Linked DNA regions of Xenopus laevis: region 2 is linked to region 1. Evidence: chromatin contacts called from public Hi-C data. All regions are on one chromosome and are shown on one strand. The core of a region is the stretch at or near the end of the contact, and the rest is flanking DNA. Distances in the headings are between cores, read along the strand shown. Region 1 has its middle 9.2 kb from the start of hes4.S. Region 2 has its middle 61 kb from the start of plekhn1.S.

Evidence for each region. A called contact is a pair of places that touch in the nucleus more often than the background predicts.
Region 2: a Hi-C map of the XL177 cell line shows a contact between it and region 1, with 4 times the contacts expected there. The contact joins two enhancer-like sites. A contact is called at or near these places in 3 of 4 Hi-C or Micro-C datasets (the XL177 cell line, the XTC cell line and animal cap).

What each region holds. Positions count from the first base shown.
Region 1 is chr7S:77,132,870-77,138,510 of Xenopus_laevis_v10.1, reverse strand. No RefSeq gene overlaps it. Among protein-coding and RNA genes, the nearest start is that of hes4.S, 9.2 kb to the left of the region's middle. Within about 2 kb of position 3,615, at least 1 of the 7 cell types and tissues checked has an H3K27ac peak or open chromatin away from gene starts, as enhancers often do.
Region 2 is chr7S:77,303,774-77,309,453 of Xenopus_laevis_v10.1, reverse strand. No RefSeq gene overlaps it. Among protein-coding and RNA genes, the nearest start is that of plekhn1.S, 61 kb to the left of the region's middle. Within about 2 kb of position 2,448, at least 1 of the 7 cell types and tissues checked has an H3K27ac peak or open chromatin away from gene starts, as enhancers often do.

The sequences.
Region 1 (5,641 bases), core at 2,366-4,865:
ATACATTTAAGCGTTACACAATGTATGTGTTCATAGGTATACAACTGATAGGATTCGCTATGTATCAAATTAAAGAAACACTGGTTTGCTAAACTGGTTAATATGTCAAGATTCTGAGGCCACTATAATGGTACCAAAACCATTCTACAACATCTCCTATGACATTAGCCTGAAGGAATGTTGGCAACAAGATTATCAGATATCTCTGCAGACTAATCAGGGCAGTGAGCTGTGCACAGCCTTTTATGTGAGCCCTACTCCCAGCAGGAGGACTGTGTGTCTGGCTCTGCTCTACTCCCTTCTACACCCACTTTAACTTGAGTAATGAAAAATGTCATCTTACTGTTTGCCTGATCATTATATTGGCCCACCACATCCTTTTTATAACCAGGTAAATCCAATAATCTCTACAGTCCTACAGGTCTGTCAAGGCAATTGGGACAATAAAAACTTCTTGGTGGGTACATCTAGCCCTCTGGCCAATAGTACAACAGCAATGCTCTAAATCAGGGTAACCAGTGAGTCCCATTCAGATATAAAAATATTTGGGGAGCAACACAAGCATGAATAAAGTCCCTGAAGATGCCAAATAAGAGTTGTAATAGGTTATTAGGTAGCCCCTTTAAAGCCTAACCGCTTACAGGAGACGCTGTTTGGCAGTACATCTTGGTTATGCAACCAAAACTTGCCTCCAAGCCAGGCATTTAAAATTAAGCACCTGCTTTGAGGCCACTGGAATCAACATCCAAGGAGTTGGAGAGCAACATGTTGCGCGTGAGCCACTCATTGGGGATTACTGCTCTAAATGAATGAGCTTACTGCTCTAGTGTTAGAGGGAATGGCATTTTGATAGCAAAGTGATTTTTATGTCCTGTCAGGGCTTTGTTCAGAAATGTGTGTTTATGATGTACAGACCTGGTACATATTGTACAGGGATATAGCTGCTTCTGTAACAAGTTATCTTTTAATGCTGCTTTTTCTTGCAGAGTAAGTTCAGAGAATGTCATGTAGAATGATGCTGCCCTCTTGAGGCCAGCCAGAGAATATAAATATGGTCTCTGGTTTCTAGGAAAGGGCCATTTCAGAAATAGAGGAAAATTCTTTGGGGCAAATTCACTAAGCGCCGAAGCGCCTAACGCTAGCGTGAATTCGCTAGCATTGGGCATTTTCGTTACTTCGCAAATTCACTAACGGACGCTGGCGTAACCGCTAGTGTTACTTCGCACCCTTAAGCCTGGCGAATTTGCGCAACGGACGTAACTACGCAAATTCACTAATGCGCGCATTGTTCTGAACGCTACCTTTTACGCTAGACTTCCTTCGCCACCTCAGACCAGGTGAAGCGCAATAGAGTAGATAGGGATTGCTTCAAAAAAAGTTAACATTTTTTCTAAGTCCCACAAAATGCTGGCGTGTTTTCTATATTATGGGTGATAGGCTGAAAAAGATCGAAAAATTTTTTGGGGCTCCCCTCCGTCCCCCCTACATTTCCTAACTCATGGCAACTTAACTATACAGTGGGCACATGTGTAGGGCAAAATAAAAATTTTATTTTACGTTTTGAAGGTTTCCCAGGCTTGTGTAGTGCTGCTACGAATACTTCCATTGAAATTTGAATTTGGTGCCGCATGCAAATTAACCATCGCTAGCGTAACTTCGCTTTGCTTAGCGAATCAACGCTAGCGCAACTTCGCAACCTTACGCTACCCCTGAGCGCAACTTCGGATTTTAGTGAATTTGCGGCGAAGCAAACGCCAGCGCAACTACGATTCTTAGTGCATGTCCCCTTTTATTGCATTCAACCCTGATGTCAGGCCCAATTTGAACAGACCTACTGGAGATGTGTGAAATCAGCTGACCCATGTGTTGCCTTGTTAACCCATTGGAATGCAATAAAACTTAAAGTACATTAAGAAAAACTTCCATGCGGATGTAAATATTAAATATAGGTGTTTATTATGTATGGATAACATTTAGCATGTATCTTTATAATTTTTATTATTATTATTATGAATACAATTTCAGAAAAAGTCAACCCTGCAGCTGTTGGGGGGCCCTAGAGTAAAAGGGTCCCAGTGGGAGCACAGATTAGTAGTTTCAGCATATATTTATGATAAATGTCTTATTCCCAAGAGAGCCGTAGAATGATTTTGCTGTGGGACACAGTTAATCTAGTTACACCACTCATAATTGCCCTTTTATTGAATTGTAGTTATCAGCCATCTTAGCTATAATGCTGGATATTATATAACATGCAGAGTGGGGAAATTATTACATTACAAGGGTTATTATTGTCCTTTTTATTTTATGAAATGCCAGCCTGTTAAGTTATGTTTCATACTTTAAGCCAGATTCAATTGAGTGAGAAAAAGGTTTATCATGTGAAAACTCATGGACGAGATCCAATTTGAGATTCAATTCAATTCAGAAAGACTTATCTCATGATATATTACGTTAAAACTTTTTTGAAGTCTATGGCAAAAAATAAAACTTCTTGAATTGAATTTCGTCCATGAGTTTTAAGGTAATATAACATGAGACAACTTTTTCTCACTGAATTGAATCTGGCACTTTGTGTCTGAAGTATCAGACATTTTAAACAGAATAGTGCACAACCCCAACAGAAATACATTGAACATATTAAAGTGCCAGTCAGTCCATTTTAACAAGAGGGGCATTTCCCCAGGGGCAGCTGGAACATGAGGCCCAACATTAGATCTCTCATCTATTATAACTTTGACTGAAATGGCAGACCTTTGATATCAGTTGATATATTTTATTTTTAAAGGAATATTTTTCATAAAATAAAAATATCTTTAGTGGAGATTTATTTACTGTGCATACCTAAAGGAAGTACTATCACAAATGTATTGTTATGGCAGCTCACCAATGAGATCTTTGCCCTGGGCCCATTGGTACCTTAAAGTGGCCCTGGCACAAGTTACAGTTTTTATGGATTTAATGAATCTATTATCAGAATTTTTTACTTGGACAAAGACCAATCTCACAGGTGATTTGAGTGCAACCAGAAGCTTTTTTTGCAAATTCAAATGTGAGCCACAATTTCTTAAAAAAATGAATCACATGGAAACATTGTCACTTTCATCTGCTCTGTGCTTTAAAATCATGTCACTTTTAGGGTTTGGATTTGCTTTTGCTGTACACTAAGGATTCAGGTGAAAAAGAATATGTGGTCTGGCATATTGGAAGACATGCTGTGTGAATGTCTTTATGTGGTTATTATGATTATTTTCAAAATCTGTTTTGGGGCTATACCCCCCCTTTATAAGAATGAGGGTTTTGCAGGGGCGATTCGCCAATGAGGCGACTTGAGACGGTCAGGCGGCAGCGCCCCACTAGGTACCAGGAGCGGCAAAAATGCCACTCCTGGTACTTTAAGAGCCGAATTTCCGGTTTTCAAACTGGAAATTCGGCTCTTCTAGGGCAGAGAGCGCAGACAGGCTCTCTGTACTAGTTCACTGGCCCTCTCTGCTGCCCTCGTGGACCCCCACAGGCGCAACAAGATAAGCGCACGGGGGAGGGGGAGCCGCCTCGGGCGGCGGAGGGGCCAGGATCCCCCCATGGGTTTTGTAAATACATTTTACACTCTGGTGAGAATAAGAATATTGCAATTGTGTTCATGACGCTCGTGTTCAATGGTGAACATTTCCGTGACTCTGGTGCCACCCTGTGGGTTTTTTAATGTATAGCAAGAAAGTGGCTCAGGCTGCTTCTGCATAGAATGAGATATTGATTTACTTATCTATCCAGGGCCGGGCCGCACTGCATGAGCGCCCTAGGCAAGCCGGCGGATGAGGTGCTCAGGCCCAGATTTGTGGAACGGCAGGATTTTAGGGGGTGGCATGCTGCCCAACCACACCCACATTGGTTCAAAAACACTGGGGAAGCGCAGAAGATACAATAGTTTTGTAAATTGCCTGTGCCCAATCCACATTGCTCCGGTCCCCTCTCTGCCTGAATATCTCTGCCCTTTCATCTTACATCTCTCTCTCTCAAAAACATGCTTCCCAAAATTTGAAAAATATAAATAGGGACAAAAATATTAGGCTCAATTTTTTTTTGGCCACAATCATTTTATGGCATAGGCCCCCTTGTTACCATGTCCATTTGACAATATTTGGCAGGTTATGAAAATTTGAACACATTTCTGAGAGTTTTAGGGCCATGTTTTATGTGTAATAACAGTTTTGCTAATGAAGCTGAAATTGCCCTTTAAGCTGTGAATCTCATTTTCCCAAAGAGACCTGCTTATCGTAAATTGTTACAATCCTTTCTTTTCTGAACTTTAATTTTTACAAATGTATCAAAGTGCAGCTGCTCAGTGTTCTGGGCTCTCTGCCAAAAAGCCTCTTATTTGAACTTTGTATCCTTTTTCTGGCATCAGTGCAGGAGATCAAAGAGAAACTCGGGACATAACAGTAACTGCACGTTGAGCTGTCCAAATCGTGACTGTCCTGCAGAAAATGGGATAGTTAGGAGGTATGATTCTGTAATTGAGCAAATGATCATGTGTTGATTCAATTACCTATCTAAACTGTACATTGTGCAGCAGATATAACATTAAAGTCATTTGCAAGATGCTTTCATTGATTGATTATCGCCTTTAATTTTAAGCTCTTTCTGTGGCATGTTATAAATGTGCCTGGGCAATTTGATGTATGTGGTATATTATGCATGCAACATTTAATTTGATGAATGCTTTCAAACTCATAATTGCTTTTAGAAACAGTGTTACATTCACATAAGTTTATGACTCTGGCTCACAGGGGAATTCATTATATTAAGGGGAGCAGTGGTGCAACTACTGGGAGTGGGAGTGGGATGAGTTTGCACCTGGGCCTGCTGGATCCACAATATGTATATTGCAGGTGGCAAGATGGGGGAATTTTTCAGCTGCACATGCAGTGGCCACAAGTTTGGAGGGTGCAGCTACCTATGCCCATGAAGGGGAGGACCTCTCATCACTCGTTGGCCCCTCCAGAAGGGCACTAAGCACCACAGGTCAATCAAGTTGAAACCATTCAATAAAGGTATTTGTGTCCTTCTAAAGAATCAGACGTCATTTCAACTCCAAGCGCCAGAAATGATAAACTCCCGACTCCACAACTTTTCGGTGGAATTGTGTGTGTGTTGTGACACATCTGATGCGATTGCGTCAGGTGCAAATGCCTCTCATGACCACAATTATGCTGGAATTATGGGAATAAAACACTGCATTGTGGGTATGGGGTTGGGTACATGGCAACTTGTGTCCAAAATTGCACTTTGCATATTGCACTTGGGCTTGGATTAGGGTTTATGTCTCATAGCTTATTGGTAGGATCACTGTGACTGCAGCAAAGAATGCAAAATAAAGATTCTATGGAAGGAATCAAGCTAAAGCTTTCTGGAGGGAGGAGAGAATAGCTACCATTTGGGGGCCACAACCCCAGAGTGACAGTACTGCCCTAACCCAGAAGGAATGCCATGGACAAGTGATCCCCAACCAGTGGCTCATGAGCAACATGTTGCTCTCCAACCCCTTGGATGTTGCTCCCAATGGCCTCAAAACACGTGCTTGTTTTTTGAATCCCTGGCTTGAAGGCAAGTTTTAGTAACATAAAAACCTTGTGTATTGCCA
Region 2 (5,680 bases), core at 1,199-3,698, 170 kb before region 1:
CCCATCCCTGCCCAAGTGAAGGCAACAATTTAAGAGTGCTACCCAGGGACCCATCATGCCACTCAAATTAATATGTATTTTTTTACATAAGATGCCAAATATAGCTTCAATAGTTGCATGATATTGGAACTTAATAATTGAGCCATTTAAAAATAATATTTATAGTATTGGTTTCAGTATTTTTTAATTAAATTGTATTACTGTTGCACTACTATGTAAGTGACACTAGGTGGTAGTAAAACCTCTCCAATCTAAAGAACAATCTAAAGAGTGGACACTCCTAGCCCTGACATATTAGGGTGACTTTATTGTAACCAAATTTAATATTGATGAATTGAATTACATCAGGCCTTTTTAGACACACATATTGACTGGGAATTACAGTATAGTCCACTAAATATTTCAAACTTGAAGCTTGTTTGCTTATAAGGAAATGTAGCATTTAAGATAAGTTCTATGATGCCAGCATTTTGGAAAAAGCAAACAAGCTATCTACACAAAACCACGGAAGAGTGTGCCTTTACCCTTCTCATCTATGTACCTGGCACTGCCCCCACTTTTCCTAAATGCATTTTATAGCTTAATTATTATAAACTAAAAGAGTTATTCTATTTCATCAAGAGAGCCTGGCATAAAGCTGGATGAATGTATGAATATGAGATGAAATGCCTTTATGTCACCTACCAGGGCCAGGAATTATGGGGCCCCGTATGACAAAAGTTCCTGGACCCTGTTCACCCCCACTGCAGGCCCCGCCCCAGACCCCGCGCACCCCCACACCACAGTAAAAAAGCACATAGACATGAGTTCTAAACACCCGTTGGTGGACAGCCCCCCCTCACCCCCCCAAGTTAAAAAAATAAATTGTTGGTCAGGCCCTCCTACAAGTTAAAAAAATCATTGGTGATCAGAGCCACCCTACAAGTTAAAACAAAATTGTGGCCAGTCCCCCCCAACCACAAAAAAATTGTGTTTTTTTTAAAGTTAAAAAAAAAACGGTGTTCAGTGAAATTTACCCTGAAAGTATGCTGACTGTCTTCTTCCTCCTATGCAACGGCACCTTCTTCATTCTCTTCCACGGCTTCAGCTTTGGATGATTTTGGTGGCTTCCAGGGCCATTTTTAGAGGTTGAAACCACTGTCCCTTCTGTTCCCCCCTAATGGGGGCCCTCTGCAACTTAAAAAAATGGTTCCTTGGCAGCCTCTGTGGGCCTTGGACCCCCGGATCACTGCTACTAGTTCCCAAAAAATAGGTACTTAGTCACCTGTGCTACTAGTTGTAACTTAAGTAAAATGAGACTCTTAAGGTGGCCATACCCATGCCAACGGGTACTTTGACTGATTAGCCCACAGGCCATATAGATGGATATTGAATGAGGGGCCATGCAAGTATGGATGTGTTTGGGCCAACTGCCTAAATTATTGAAACAGCAGGAAGTAAAGAGGAGTTCTGGCACCTTTTCACTTCCTTTCAGCTGACCATCAGAAATTTGCTATCAGGAATAATATCCCTCTATTCACCAGGATTGCAGGATTATCTGATATGTTTCAAACATGCCCATATAGTCCAGCAGTATGGCTAAAATCCAACAGATTTCCTGACCAAATCTGAGCATATATGACAAGCTTTACAGCACGTTTAATGTTAAAATGAGTGTCATTTTTAACAGGCAAAAAATATTTGCTAATAAACATTTTTCTTTTGAAACTGTCCCGCATTGTAATAAAGCAGAAATATGTACAGAGAGAATGAGTTTCCCCAGTATTTTCGGGCTTCAGATCATTTCATATTCTTCCTGATTTAATCAACTTATTACAGCTGGCAAATGTATTACCATTGCCTATATGGGCAACATATACCATTCCTTAAAAATTCATCTTTAGCCTCTGATTGCAAAGTAATTGGCATCAGACACGACACCTCAATTGCACAAGTGTTTATAAGCACATAACACTGATGGTTTGTCACTTGAGGCAATAGATTCCCACATGGAATCAGGTGGACACTCAGGGCCCACTGTCTGCACTGGAAAACACAACCTAGAGTCCTGCACACTATCCACACAAACTACTCACTACCTGGCCAATTACTATATTGCACTGCAGTCACCTGGCCTACTCCAAATGTGGCCATACAGGGAATGAACAAACAGTATTGAAACATAATTTTAAAGTTTGGTCAGGTCTGAGCTTCCCTACAATCAAATCAGGAAAAACTGATGACGAAAATGAGGAAAATATGCTCAAGTGTGTAGGTGTGTGTAGGGGGAAGATTTTTCACGCTGTATCCCTATAATATTCACAGAATAATAGTTTATTCTGAACAGAGAGATCTACATGTTTACATTTATTCATTAGATGGGACTGCCATAATAGCAAAATAAAAGAAGCAGCAGGCATGGAGTCCAGTGCAGCAGGCCACCAAATGCTTGGAACAAAGCAGCGTTACTTTCCTTTGCTGATGATTAGGCCTCTGGCAGGTGGAAATAAGGGCTGCTATGTATACAGCCAACACTATCTTCTTAAGATGTGGATGTTTAGTGTGTAAATTGAGCAATGAATAGAGATCTGTGAGCAGTGTGGAATTTAGTGCATCCCCTGAGATAATGACAGAATTAACATTTGTATACATTGGTGTATTTACTAACCTGTAGCAGTGAAATAAGATAATATCTTTGAGTAATGACACAAAATATATTGCTTTTGAGTCAGTGCACATAAGTGGAGAAAGTCTTTACTGAGGCTAGCCTCACGGTCATGTTCTAAGGACACCTGCATCCAGCACCTTTAATTCTTCCCCTTTCAACTTCAGTTACTGGAAGAGCATAAGGCTAATGTCACATGTAGGGTTGTCTCCACCTGTGTTTTTTGGTTGGTGAAGAAACACCCATGATCGACTCCTACAGTCACCAAAGTAGAAAAAGCTGGCAGAAAAGCACACACAGAGCTTACCATGACAGGGGGCAAGTGGGACCCTGACTGGTATTTAATGCCCAATACATTATTTGGAGGAAAAGTACTCACACCTGGACTTCCGTGAATTTCCCATTGAAGTAATGGAGCTGCAAGCAGTGGCCATGGACATTTCACCAACAGCACAAAACGCTCACAGAGAAGTCACTATGTGTGACTTTATAATTGACAGAATCATTGGTTTAACTATACTGTGCCACCTGTGCGATCCCAACCTCTCTGCTTTCTTGCACCTACAGCTGTGGCTAGTTTGATGCGGACACACAAATTTTCAGGTAGTAGTCCATCTAGGAGGTGGGGATTTCTACATAGCAGACCTTCCTCTATAGTTACGTACTGAGTAGAAGTTGCCATTGCACTCAGATCCTGGAGACTTGAGGGCTCAATGAGGAGACTGGGAAAGGAGTCTATTATCCAGAATGCTTGTGAGTTTTATGTGATGCAGATCAACATACCTTGGGGCAAATTCACTAAGTGGCTAAAATGCGCCTACGCAGCACTTCGCCGCACTTCGCCAGGCGAAGTTTCGAGTGGGCGCCGCTAATTCACTAAAATCAGAAGTTGCGCTCAGGGAGGCAAAAGGTAGCAAAGTTGCGCTAGCGTTAATTTGTCAAGCAAAGTGAAGTTACGCTAGCGATGCATAATTTGCATATGGCGCCAAGTTAAAGTACAATGGACGTATATGTAGCAGCAAATAAATTACACTACACGAGCCTGCGAAAGCTTCATATAATAAAATAGAGTTGTTATTTTGCCCTATACATGTGCCCATTGTATAGTTTAGGTGCCATATGGTAGAAAATATAGGGAGGAAGGAGGGTACCCCCAAAAAAATTTACGATCTTTTTCAGCCTATCACCCTTAAAAAAGTAAAAGACGTCAGCGTTATCTACTCTATTGCACTTTGCCTGGTCTGAGGTGGCGAAGTCAAGTCTGGTGCAAGAGGTAACGTTTAGGAAAATGCGCAAGTTAGTGAATTAGCGTCGTTACGTCCCTTTGCCATAGCACAACTTCGCCTGGCGTAAGGGTGCGAAGTAGCACTAGAGTAGGTCCACTTCACTAGCGAATTTACGCCAGCACCCGTTAGTAAATGGACAAAGTAACGAAATTACGTCACGCTGGCAAATTAGCGCTAGCGTTAGCCACTTAGTGCTTTAGTGAATTTGTGTCCGTGTAAAAACAAGTCATTTAACATGTTATTGTATTGGTAAATAATACCAACAGGACTGTGTTGACACAACTATGGATTAATTCATCTTAGTTTGGATCGAGTACAAGGTACTATTTTATTATAACAGAGAAATAAAATTAAAACATTAAAATGATTTGCTCAAAAATTACTCTATGGGAGATGGCCTTCCCATAGTTCTGATTTTGGATCTTGGGTTTCTGGATAAGAGATCCTTTCCCAGGTATCTTTTGGTTCAGTACTCTTGGACAGTGCTCACATTTTCAGTACTTTTGGAAAATGCTCACAGCTTATATCAATGTTGTCAAACTGCAGATGTACAGTTGTTGAAGGCAGTGGCGGAACTATCGAGGGTGAGATCGCACCAAAGCCCACACCCCCCCCAGGCCACCCGGAGGTTCACGCAAATCCACCAAAAAGATCTTTTCCGGATGGGGGGGGGGCTGCACCCAGGCTGTGCCCTGTAGTTACATTACTGGTCGAAGGAAAACTCGAGAGCTGCCAACAACAAATGGCTATTTAGACATGCTAATTATTGTAGTATAACAAAAACAGGACTATAAGTCAGAAAGTCTTACAGTACTTTATATAAAAAAAAAAAAAGCAAATATAATAAATTGCTGCAAGCAATTTTCTCTTAGCTTTCCCAACGCAAGCGGGTTTAGCTTCTAAATCCTCCACATATCACAACTTCGCCCCTTTCCCAGGCCAGTGACAGCCGCTGAGCACATGTTGCTGTTGTACTGGAGAAAAGCTGTTCCCACTCTGTGCTCTGACCACCCACCAATTTGCTCTCCCCCACCATCTTCCCAGGAGGCAGGTACTGGGAGAGGGGGAGTTGGGTCGTGTTCCAAGGATTACGCAGGCAGCAGCCTGGAACTCTCCACTTCCTCACATACCCCCACCTGCACAAGTGGGAAACAAAATAAAGCCAGACACTTCTGGGAAGCATGAGAAATCCTAGCCAACCAGGGTCAGTGCAGTCAGTAAAGACGGATTACCTTAATCTCAAGGTTCAAAGCCCCCCCAAAATCCCTTTGAAAACCCCATCAGAATTTGATTGTCAGCCAGGTGGGCAAAAAGGTGTCTGACAACAGGTTTTCCATTGGGTCTATTCATGCCAGGAGTATGGCTTTGTTTTAAGGTCATATAGAAGCCACATCTGTTTTACTTCAAGTGAAAAGGGCTTATTACTTATACTGACCTGTTTGTTCTATGTAGCTGTCAGTAACACAAGCCAGCAGCAAAGCCAAAGAGCTTACGCTCCATGTGTAAGTATACCACAGCCTGTTTGTTCAGTTTATAAAGATAAACACATTAACATGCACATATCCAAGGGACATATTTTACATGATAAAAATAGTTCCCACTGCTAAATGAAATCATATTGCATGAAATGTAACATGGAAAGAAAAACAAAGTAAAATATGATTTTCCAACACTTCAAATGTTGCTCAGAACCATAGCTATTGCATTACTTCTGTATCATTGCCTAACATTATAAGCTATATGCATGTTC